Regions from separate parts of the Mus musculus genome. Here region 1 is linked to region 2. A link is a contact called in public promoter capture Hi-C data. All regions are on one chromosome and are shown on one strand. The core of a region is the stretch at or near the end of the contact, and the rest is flanking DNA. Distances in the headings are between cores, read along the strand shown. Region 1 overlaps Rgs12 (regulator of G-protein signaling 12). Region 2 overlaps Htt (huntingtin).

Region 1 (5,658 bases), core at 1,063-3,562, 97 kb before region 2:
AAATCCACTAGCATATGAAAGCTTGCTCGCTCATTGTGCTGAGCTGGGTTATCTTGGGAATGCAGATGTGGTCTAACATTTGAAAATCTAATGAAGAGGAGGAAGCCCACACAATTCCCTGTATGCAGATCACTCAGAAAGAAAAGCTAAGCTAGAACACCCATTGGAGGAGCTGTATTAACAAAGGAAGGAGGAGAAGGAACTTTCCAAACTCAGACAGCTGTATTTAAAAAAAAAAAAAGCTATATAAGAAAAACAAAAATATAAAACAAAACCCCTCAACTTTCATGTATCATCAGAGGTGGCATTTATAATTATGATGGTATCATTAATAATAGCAACAAAATTACATAAAACAGCTAGGACTGACTCTAATGAAACAATAAGCCTATTAAAGACACGTAGGAAGGTAACTGTCAAAGTTGGAGAGGGAGGGAACGGGAGAGGGGGGAAAAACAAGACAAAACAGGTGGATGGATGGTTCAGTGAGTTGTCAGGCACCAAGCCTGAAACCAAGGAGGGTGGAGAGAACAAATTCCCTGCCAAACTGTCTTCTGACGTCCACAAGCATGCCGTGGTATGCAAGTGCACACACATACATACATACATACATACATACATACATACATACATACTGTCTTAAATTCTCACCCTTGTCAACCTGACATAGAAACACATTTCTTTATTCACAAAGTTATCTCTGTAGCTGGGGAGATGGTTTAGGAGGTAAAGCGCTTGCTGAGCAAGCATGAGGACCTGAGCTTGGATCTGACACTCACAACCAACCTTTTATAACTCCAGATCCAGGGATGCAAAGCCTCCGGCCTCTGCAAGCACCTGCATTTATGTGCACATACCCACACACAAATACATACACGTGATTTAACATAGTAAAATACATCTTTAAAAAAATAAGCTGGCCAAGCAATGGTAGTGCACACCTTTAATCCCGGCACTCAGGAGGCAGAGGCAGGCGAATCTCTATGAATTTGAGGCTATTCTGGTCTGAAAGCCTTCAGTTCAGTGAGAAACCCTGGCCTCAAAAACATATGGTAGAGAAGCTATTAACACAGCCCATACACACAGACAATACTACCCCCCCCCACATAAACATATACATACACATACCCTCCCACACACATGCACTTGCACGCATACATTAAAAAGTTAACTCTAAAAAGACTGGAAGAGAAGAAAATCTGATCTTACAGTAGGAGGATTTTACTACTTAAGACAAAGATTATACATATGGTTAAATGAAGGCTAGAAACTTCTAGGTATTCACTACCACATGAAGGATATAAAAGGCTGGGGGTGGGGGTGAGTGCATGTGTGGTCGTACCACCATCACAGGGCAAGCATCCAGCATCTATAGTCCTGCTGACCCAGAACAGACAACCTAGCAGAAGCACAGGCTGACGCACCAACAAGGAAACAACCTTTATAATCAAGGAAACACAAACATAAGCCACGGTGAGCCACCGCTACAAGTGCCAGAGAGCCATAGCAAGAACCCAAGCACACCTGGACATGGGCAAGAATGCCCATATGGCATTAATATTAATGAAACAGAGGGCGGAGAGGTGGTTCAGTAAGAGTGTATGCTGCTCTTCCAGATACCTCAAGTTCACTTTCCAGCACCCATGCCAGTCAGTTCTTGAGAGTCCAATGCTCTCTTATGCCCTCTGTGGGCACCAGGCACACTTGTGGTACAGACGGACACAAAAGCAAAACACTTTTTTTGTTTTGTTTTGTTTTTTTGGGTTTTTTTTTTTTTTTTTTGGTTTTTGTTTTTGTTTTTTTAGATAGGGTTTCTCTGTGTAGCTCTGGCTGTCCTGGAATTCATGTTGTAGACCAGGCTGGCCTCGAACTCAGAAATCTGCCTGCCTCTGCCTCCCAAGTGCTGAGATTAAAGGTGTGCACACCACTGCCTGGCCAGAAAAAACACTCTCTTGCACAAAAGATAATAAACCTAAGAAAAATAGAAGTGTAACAGCTGTGACACATTTACACAGTGGAATAGCACACAGTGGAAAGGCAATGGAGCAGCAGCTACACATAACATCACAGGGAAAGTTTGAAGCTGTACTGGGCTACTATAACCATGCAGTAGGTGCTTGTGAGGCATCTGCACACAGTGAAAGGGCAGAAATGCCCTTGTTTGGGAAGCCAATCGCTCAGCTGGGGCTGTTCCAGCAAGACTCTAAATAGTCTTCCTTCCTGAAAAGCAGACAAAGGACAGGGTTGCAGGCACACCCGTCTGTATTCCTCTACCTCCCAGGCTCTACTGCAACCCCACCCACACCCACCCACCTCCCAGCAGCACCATCCGTAGTTCAGTCGGACCGCCCTGGAGACTGGCACTGTAAGGACCTCTGATATGTTGATAGTGATGGGGGCACCCATCCCCAGGAGCCAGTGCTTCACATGGGAGTCCTGCCTGCCTAGTCCATCCAAGACTTGGGGTGGGTACTGGGGGCAAGAATGTCAGTTTATACAAGTGATGGTCACAGATACCCTGCTCAGGGAGGCAGTGACACTATGGGGCTTTTTTTTTAGGTGTGGTCTTTGTTGACAGTACCAGAAGAAAATATTTACATCTATTTTGAAACTTCCCCTCACACACACAAACCTGTTTGTTGAATGAATTGTTCTCTGGACTTGGGTCTCTGGTGAGCCTCTCCTTGCTGGGCCAAGTGAAGGAGGAATTACAGCTTGAACCTCTGTTGCCTCGTTACTTCATGACTCCTGCTCTTTTGGAGTCAAGGTTTTATGTAGCCCAGAGTAGCCTCAAACTCACTTTATGGCCCTGAACTCCTGATCCTCCTGCCTCCATATCCTGAGTGCTGTAACAAGGCCAGTTACAGGGGCTTTGTTCTTTTCAAAAGAATCTTTAGGAGACAGAAAGATGGCTCCCCATGGAAACCTCAGAGCTCAAACCCCAATCTTTGTTAGAAGGAGATAATCAACTCCAAAAGTTGTCAGTTGTCTTCTGACCTCCAAGTGAATGCCGTAGTGCATGTTTCTCCCCCTCCCTCTCTCTCTCTCTCTCCCTCTCCCTCTCTCTCATATACATACACATACATAGACACACAGTCATGATGATGATAGTAATCAATAAAATTTCTAAAAATCTAAAATAATTAAGGGAACTTTTTTAGTCACTAAGTTCATATTTCCATCATAAAAAATTGACACAAAATGAAAGTGTCATATGTCCTCCCTGGCCCCTAAGGTAACATTATCACCAGTCTCTGACTTGCTGTGTGTGCAGAATGCGGTAGAAATCAGATGCAAGGTCTTACACATCAGGCAGGCATCCCACCACTAGACTGCATCTCAGCCCTCCCTTTGCTTACTGATAGAGGCTCTCTACACTGCCTAGGCTGGCCTCGAACTCGAGCCTAAGCAGGACTTGAATCTGATCTCCTCCTGTCTCAGCTCAAGAGTAACTGGATTAAAGGCCTGCACTATGAAGACGGACCCCCTCTACAATGTCTCATCTGTCGCATTAAGTGTGTGCACACTTGTACTAGCCGGCTGGTTCAGGATAAAAGCACTGCACACACGCTTAAGAACCTGAGTTCAAGCCTGGAACCTGGAAGAGGAGAACCAGCTCTCAAAAGCTGCTTTCTGACTGCTACGCGTGTGCTATATATAGCATATGCATGTCCACCTGTGCACACACATACATGATCAGTTTAAAAGCTAAAAATAAACAAATAAAGCCCACTGGACTTCCCCAAGCCTCTTACTTCAGACACAGCGATGACAACTAAGGATCAGAAATAAAATGGGCTCCAAAAGAGCTGCAGGGAAGGAGCCCTCCAACCACCATCGGGGCCAGGGGCAGAGAGGGAGGCCGGCCCTACTGAAGCTGGTAAAATCACTTTCTTGTTGGACCAGCTGGAGAACAGCCTAAGGCCAGGGCTCAGACCAAGGCAGAGAGTGCAGAGCAAGGCAAAGGTCTCAGCGTAGCCCAGAACAGTTTTGCCACGACAGCCTACAGAGGCCACAAGGCCACTGGGAGTAAGCCACGATGTTATGGTGAAGCCATTCCTCCTGAACTCCCTCCAGCTTACCTTTTTGTCTTCTTTGGTCTTTCTAACATTTCGATGGGGTCCAAAAAGGTTCTGCATTCCGAAAGCCTTCCTAGACCAGTCCCTCTTCTGGGTACTCAGTGGGGCTTGAGCAAAGCTGCCCTCCACCCGGTATCGGTCTGCAGGGATCTTGCTCATGGGCGGGGGCAGTGTGCCACAGTTGACACTGGACCACCCGTCAGTAGAGTCTGTGTAAGACTCCTGGTCACTGGCATGTCCACACTGCCACTCTTGTAGCACATGGACCGGGAGCCACCTCTGGTTGAAACCACAGCTGGAACCTGCAGCACCCCTCTTAGAAGGGGGTATAGAACTCCTCAAGGTGGCTGGAGGGACCTCCATGTGAGAGACAGGCCCTGAGTGCTTTGTTAAGTCCCAGAACCTGTCAGTGTTGGGGCTGGTTTCCAATGGGGAGCCAGCCTCCGAGTCATGGCAGAAAGCTCCATTCCAGGGTGCACTCCAAGGCTGTGAGCCCCTTCCACCTCCACTTTCCCACCCTGGACTACTGCCCTGGCCATGCCTGCTTGAGCCCCCACCCAGGTCAACTACAAGCACCCTGTTGCTCTTCTCTTCCTGGTTGAAATTGCCGATGCCGCTGTCACTGTTGCTGCTAGTGCTATTATTCTGGTGGGCATCTGCATCCCCATCTAGAAAGGCACGGGCCCGCACACCCTCAATCAGTTCACCCATGTCTCGGTACAGAACAGAGATGAACTGAAGCACGGGGAGGGAAGATGCTGGGAATTCCAAACAGCCACTCGTGTCTGGGTCTGCAGTGCATGCAAACCCAAATCTCCGCGCAATGCCTTGGTGGATCTTGTGATGAAATAAGTCTGGGTCCACCATGAACACATGGCAGGACGTCCTTAGGGCACCTTCATCTTCCTGTGCCAGGCCCCCATCATCATTGGTCTGCATGGTCACTAGCCCGAAGAACCGCCTGTCGTCCGGGCACACTGCACTGAATGCCAGCTTCTCGGCAGGGTACTCTGCCACCACGCCAGCCCTGTCAGTGACCAGTTGCACACAGTCATGCATGACCTTCATGGTCACTAGGGAATGGATCTTCTGCTCAGCCCGTAGGCGGCGCATGCAGCCACGGATAGCCTGTAAACTGTCATGCTCCAGGTTGGAACTGGTGGAAGGGAGCTCAATGGAGCCCAAATAGCCCACAACCATGGCAACATTTAAAATACTCGCATCTAGTCCAAAGTCATCGTGACTGTCCAGACCCACAGTGAATACAGAATCATCATTGATAACTTTTGATATGTCTTCTTTGGAAAGCATGCTGGGATGTGGTGCACAGAGACCAGCCTGGCCAGCATCAAGCCGCAAAGCAGCCGACTCAGACAAGGACCTCTGCTTCAGCTTCAGTGGCTCAGGGCCACTGGCACAAAGACTTGAGCTTTCAAAAATCATGTTGAAAATCCCACCAGACTGGACCTCTTCCACAACCCTCTCTGCCCTGTTTATACCCAAAGCCTTAGAATCAAGTTTTGGCCGCAGCCAGCCTTTCCCCTCATACAGGCCACCTTCTTCATCGCTGGAACAGGAC
Region 2 (5,617 bases), core at 610-3,109:
CAATTATTTTTGTTTTTTAAGCCTTTAAACAAATGATTTGTGTGCCTGTGCACCCATGTGCCTGTGGATATCAGAGGACAACATATGGGAACAGATTCCCTTTTTACCATACGGGTCTTAGGGTTAGAACTCAAGTCTCAGGCTTAGCAGGAAGTTCCTTTATGCACTGAGTCTCCTTACTAAGGTCAAAGCTGCCAGGTTTTTGTTTATTTACTTGAGACAAGTTTACTCTGTGTAGCACTGGCAGGCCTGGAACTTGGTTTGTAGATCAGGCTGGCTTTGAATTGACTGAGGTCCACCTGCTTCTGCCTCCTGAAGGCTGAGATTAAAGATAGACTTCATTATACACAGCTCTGAGCTTCAATTTGTAGCTACCACCCTTATCAAAGAAACTTCTCTTTATAGCAAATGAAGACAATCATAGAAAACCACAACTGGACAAAACTAGAGATCCATGGACTGTAGGGGAGTCTAGCCCAGTGGATACATCTACATCACAGTTCCTGCATCTGTGGCTCAGGGAACATTATGAAAGAGGAGCAGAAAGATTGTAAGGGCCAGAATACCAGAAAGTCTGCTGTGAAGCGGTCTAGGAGAGAAATGGATACACAAATAAGACTACAATAAAGGCAGTGTTCATGGGTATATTAATATGGATGGGGGAAGTTTTCATAGATCTTATCCCTAGACAAAAAATATAAGTAGCTAATAACTTTTTGAAAGGAGAATTAGCCTCTTCCAGGGATGAGCCTGCTTACTGGCTGTCTAATGTAGAGTAGCCAACAATGAATCCATATAAACACAAATAACAAAATCAGACACAGTAAATTGAACTTATATATACTGTACATACACACACATACCATTTACATGTTTATGTAACAAATTGGAGAAAAGGCTATCAATGTGAGAAGAGAGGTATAGAGGAGGCTTTGGAGGGTAGTTGGAAGGGGGGAAATGATGTGATTCTATTTCAAATAAAAACATTTTTATAAAAATTTTAAAAAAACTGAAAAAATAGAAAAGAAAGAAAGAGAAGAAAGGAAGGAACACTGGTGGTGCTGAGCTGTCCCTGTGCTAGAGCATCAGTGCAACAACCGCACTGGCAGCAGCAGGGGCTTAGAATATGTGCAAACTCCTAGCCCCTACGAAGCTTCCTGGACTGAAATGCTTTAAGCAGTTTCAGGGCTGATTTACATGTACATGTAAGAACCAGAGAGCTATGTAGCTGGCTTCCTGTCCTAGCTCTTATAATGATCAGTTAATGTGACAGGCTTAAGAGATCCTCTAAGCATTTCAAATGATGTTGTGGGTACCTCTCCAAGTGATCACACGTGGGGGCAGGAAGTAGTGTTTCTATTTCCTTTGCAGATGACATTATAAAGAGCACACAGCAGATGGGCAAAAAATGCCGGACACAGGGATGTAAAAGCATGTCTGGATGGGAGGCTCTGGTCTCCCTACACCAAGCTGAAGAGCTAACAATACCTATACTTTTCCTTAGGAAAAATTTCCCCACAAGTGTTCATAAACTGTCCAGAAAGCACACTGAAGACCGACTCATCGGGGCTCACAGCTTCTAGCTCCCAAACATGCTCATAGAGCTGACTGAGCAAGTCAGTCAGTTAGTACCTGGGCACTGAGATTTAAGACTACAAACTCTTTGCAAAAAAAAAGAGGGCCACCCACAACCAGAAACAGTCTATCTGAATAGTAAAAATAAATTAATAAAATACTTCCAATCAGTTTCGAAATTTGCTAAATAATTACTTCATTATCTAAGAATACCCAGAACACATTTACTCATAACAAAGTTAAGACATTGCAACATGTCTGGCTGTAGAACCAATGAGAGCCGTAGGACGTGGCAGGAGGGATAGAGCCTGACAAGCATAGCCCAAACGATGGAACAGTGTCAAAGCGCTTGTCAAAGAAAATCACAGTCAAACAGTTTGGTCTGAATGCCTGTAGCCAGACCACATTTCCCTACAAAACAGTACCCATGAAAGAAAGATTAATATGCAGCCTGAATTTTACAAAGCTTTATAAAGAATGGAAAATGAGAATGCTCTCAGAGCAGCTTTGCCTCAGGCCAAACACTGGGCTGGGGCCTGGCCCTGGGGAGCTGTGCACCTACTTGGGTGTCTGCTGCACCTCTGCCCACCACCGGTGGTCAGTGTGGTTGATGAGAAGTAGGATCTGACACCAGAGCAGTACCAGGGCTGGGTGCGTGGGCACCATGGATCGGACCCGTGCATTCAGGCTCTCTAGAGTATAGAAGCTGCCTTCACAGCCATCACTGGTGAAGAGTCTAGTGGCAGCTGCTGTGATTCTCCGGAACATTCCTAGAACCAAACAAAAATAAGAAAAACAGATTATGGGGTATGCCTCTACTGTTCTACCTGGTCCAGTACCAGGTGACCAAGGACTATTCATTGTCCTTTTCCATACTTTTATAGCACTTGGCACTTAGAAAATTGTGGCCTTTGTGTGTGCATACTTGTGCTTCTATGTACGTGAGGATGCATGTGTGTACCTGGGTACATATGTGCTGAAGTTAAAAGCTGATGTAGGGTCAATATTACTTCTCTATCTGATTTTTTGACACAAGGTCTCCTACACTGAACCTGGAGCTGGAGCTCACTGATTAGATATACTGGCTGCCAAGGAACGCTTGGAATAAGGTGCTGGCAATCCAAACTCAGCTCTCACACTTTGCACTGCAAGCACTTCTCTGATTAGGGTTTTCCCCAGCCCCAAACTCTAACTTTTCTAAGCAGAAACAGGCACAACTTACTTAACAAGTCAGTCCACTTTTGCACCTCTGATGATTGACACATTCTTTTTGTTTTGTTTTTTCGAGACAGGGTATAGAGACAGGGTTTCTCTGTGTAGCCCTGGCTGTCCTGGAACTCACTCTGTAGACCAGGCTGGCCTCCAACTCAGAAATCCCCCTGTCTCTGCCTCCCAAGTACTAGGATTGAAGGTGTGCGCCACCACTGCCAGGCTCAATTGCCACATTCTTTAGGAGCCCCAAAACAGCTGCTGTGGAGGCCTAGACACAGGTGGCCAGAAAGAGCCAGCCAACACAGGGGAAAGGATTCAGGCCACACCTGGGAGAACACAGAACTGAGCCACAGCCAGCAGACGGAAGCACAAGGGGCTACCCAAGCAAACAGGATAACTGTCAAGAGACCTAAATATATATCTTTATAAACACATAGCTGTTTACTTCAACCCAATCTTAAGACCAAGCAAATACCCAAACAGTAGTTCTGACACCTAGTGTCATACTAAATAAGAAATAGACATTTATATATAATCTATCAGCACTAGGGCAAAGCCTGTATGTCTAACCATTGAATGTTCTTCCAGAAGGATGTATGCATGATGAAAAAAAAAAAAGTGGAACCACTGACCACATGAAGCCATTTAAGCCATTGTGTCTGAAGTTAAACAAAGTCACAAAGTACCTAAGATATGCTATCTGCATTAGCTACCCAGTCACTGGGCAGCTAAAGGTCACTTTGCTGGACAACACTGACACAACACACAGTAAAAATATGCCCTTGAATCTTTTTCCTCTTTGATGTTCCTGAAAAAGGAAGCAAGAGAAGCTAGAGCAACTGGATAGTAAGTAGTGAAACCATATAGCAGCCACACATGGCAGCCCACCAGGTGAGCAGGACACAACATAGACATCTACCATCCAAAGAAGGCAAGAGAAAGCTCTTCTGGTATCAGATCCAAACCAACCAATGGAAAATATTAAAGTGACCAACAAACTAAAAACAACTTGCTATTCATAAACAGGCATACTTCTTGACTTTCAATTTGCTACAGTGACCAATGAAGCATAAATCAAAAGATCTTTAAGGGCCAGACAGTTGGCTCAGTTAGTAAAAACACTTACTGTACAAGCTTAATCCCCAAAACCCATGGAAAATGTCAGATGTGGGGGTGGGCATTTAATTTGTACGGCAAGATGGAAGGCAGAGACAGGAGGATTGGTGAAAAGCTCTTTTTGGCAGTGCAATCACAGAAACAGAAGAAGCGGCCTCAAAACAAGGTGGAAAGAGAGAAGAGATTCCTGAGGAGTTGCCCATCCTGGCATGCACATGACCTGCCTGTCTCTCTCCTGCACACACAACAAACAAGTATATAAATCTTTAGACAAAAAACAATACCTAAATCAATATTAGGAATAAATATAGTTTGAAACTAACACCCATTATCAAAATTAAATTCTGGCACACTACTATGCCAAGGGTGCCAGATACAAGGGAGGCAGTCTACATAATGCCTTTCTCTCTGTTCACCTGAGCAGCTTGCTTTACTCTCTACTCTCTTCTCAACTCCATTTCTCTAGTTTGTTCTTCCAACTCCAAAGGTTGATTCTGCTGACCTCTTTGGGTAAACCAGATAAACCAGGCACCCTCAGAAATGTGTACCAATGAACTTCCTGGGACAGTGGTTGTGTATTGCTGTACTACCCTCCCCACTGACTGTGAAGCTCTACAAGGGCACAAAAAGCACATCTGCTTGTCTCAACCCAGTACGTCAGAGCCCAGTATAGCAACAGGTAAGAATATAAGTCCTGTTGGATGAAGGCTAAGGACAATAACTACTTTTTTCTCCAAGATATGTACATAAAATGCACATAGAACTCCAAATACAGAGCACACCTTCTGACTGGAGAAACACTCTGCCACATCGTCCATTTCCTGGCACTTCTGGCTGGGTTTCTAGAAGTTGCCTCCAGTGTTCTAACAGTTTCTCTGGCCCAAACTATCCGCTCATCATCTGTTTCTTTTCCTTTCTGCCCAGGAGGCAACACACCCCCTTCAAAAGAAGGCTGCTCAAGTTGGTCGGAGCAGCTAGGAGCTCATATGGCCTACATGGGTGAATGGAGGCTAATCAGCATACTTCAGAGGCTCAGACCACGGTGGCTAGAGGCCCTACTTCTGCCACATGAAATGAGTCCCCCAAAGAGCAAGGCCATGATAGAAACTAAAGCTGGAATGTGGAAATATGCTACGAAGACTACAGGATGAAGCCACCATATCACACTCCCACCTACACCCCACCAATTAAACAAACAAGTTTAAAAAATATTCTGTTCTAAGACAGGTCTTCATGTAGATCGTCCTGCCTCAAACTCTCTATGCAGCTGAAGATGAGTTTGAACTTCTGATTCTCTGGGGTGCCATCACGTTTAGGTTAGGTAGAGATCAAAACCAGGGTTTTGTACGTGTCTGGCAATCACTACCAATGGATTCACTGCATTCCCAGCATGACTCTTTAGGTTTATTTGTTTACTGGTGGTGGTGGGGTGCACGTACCTGGAGGCAGAGAATAACTTGGAAGCAGTTCATTCTCTCCTTCTGCCATGTTTGTCTTAGAGATCATACTTAGGTTGTCAGGGTTGCTTACAAACATCTATCTACTAAGGCCTATGGGCCTCCAATTATTTTTTATTGTGGTAAAATACATATAAAATAAAATTTACCACCTTGATAATCTTTAAATATACAGTTCTGGTATTAAATGCACTTATGTTATACAATATCACCATCATCTGTAAAACTGAAAATCCAAAGTCATTAAATCCTCTCCT

Evidence for each region. Capture Hi-C pulls out chosen DNA fragments and counts their contacts.
Region 1: a promoter capture Hi-C map of adipose tissue shows a contact between it and region 2. The contact joins two enhancer-like sites. A contact is called at or near these places in 1 of 115 datasets of contacts at active chromatin or transcription factors (embryonic stem cells) and 3 of 9 other capture datasets (adipose tissue, liver and pancreatic islet).

What each region holds. Positions count from the first base shown.
Region 1 is chr5:34,965,180-34,970,837 of GRCm38.p6, reverse strand. It overlaps Rgs12 (regulator of G-protein signaling 12), which reads right to left. Exons shown (of 17, transcript NM_173402.2): 2 at 4,083-5,658. Among named protein-coding and RNA genes, the nearest start is that of Rgs12, 19 kb to the right of the region's middle. Within about 2 kb of position 2,312, at least 8 of the 459 cell types and tissues checked have an H3K27ac peak or open chromatin away from gene starts, as enhancers often do. A contact at or near this core is called in adipose tissue, where this site is marked.
Region 2 is chr5:34,867,438-34,873,054 of GRCm38.p6, reverse strand. It overlaps Htt (huntingtin), which reads right to left. Exons shown (of 67, transcript NM_010414.3): 41 at 2,138-2,345. Among named protein-coding and RNA genes, the nearest start is that of Msantd1, 46 kb to the left of the region's middle. Within about 2 kb of position 1,859, at least 4 of the 459 cell types and tissues checked have an H3K27ac peak or open chromatin away from gene starts, as enhancers often do. A contact at or near this core is called in adipose tissue, where this site is marked.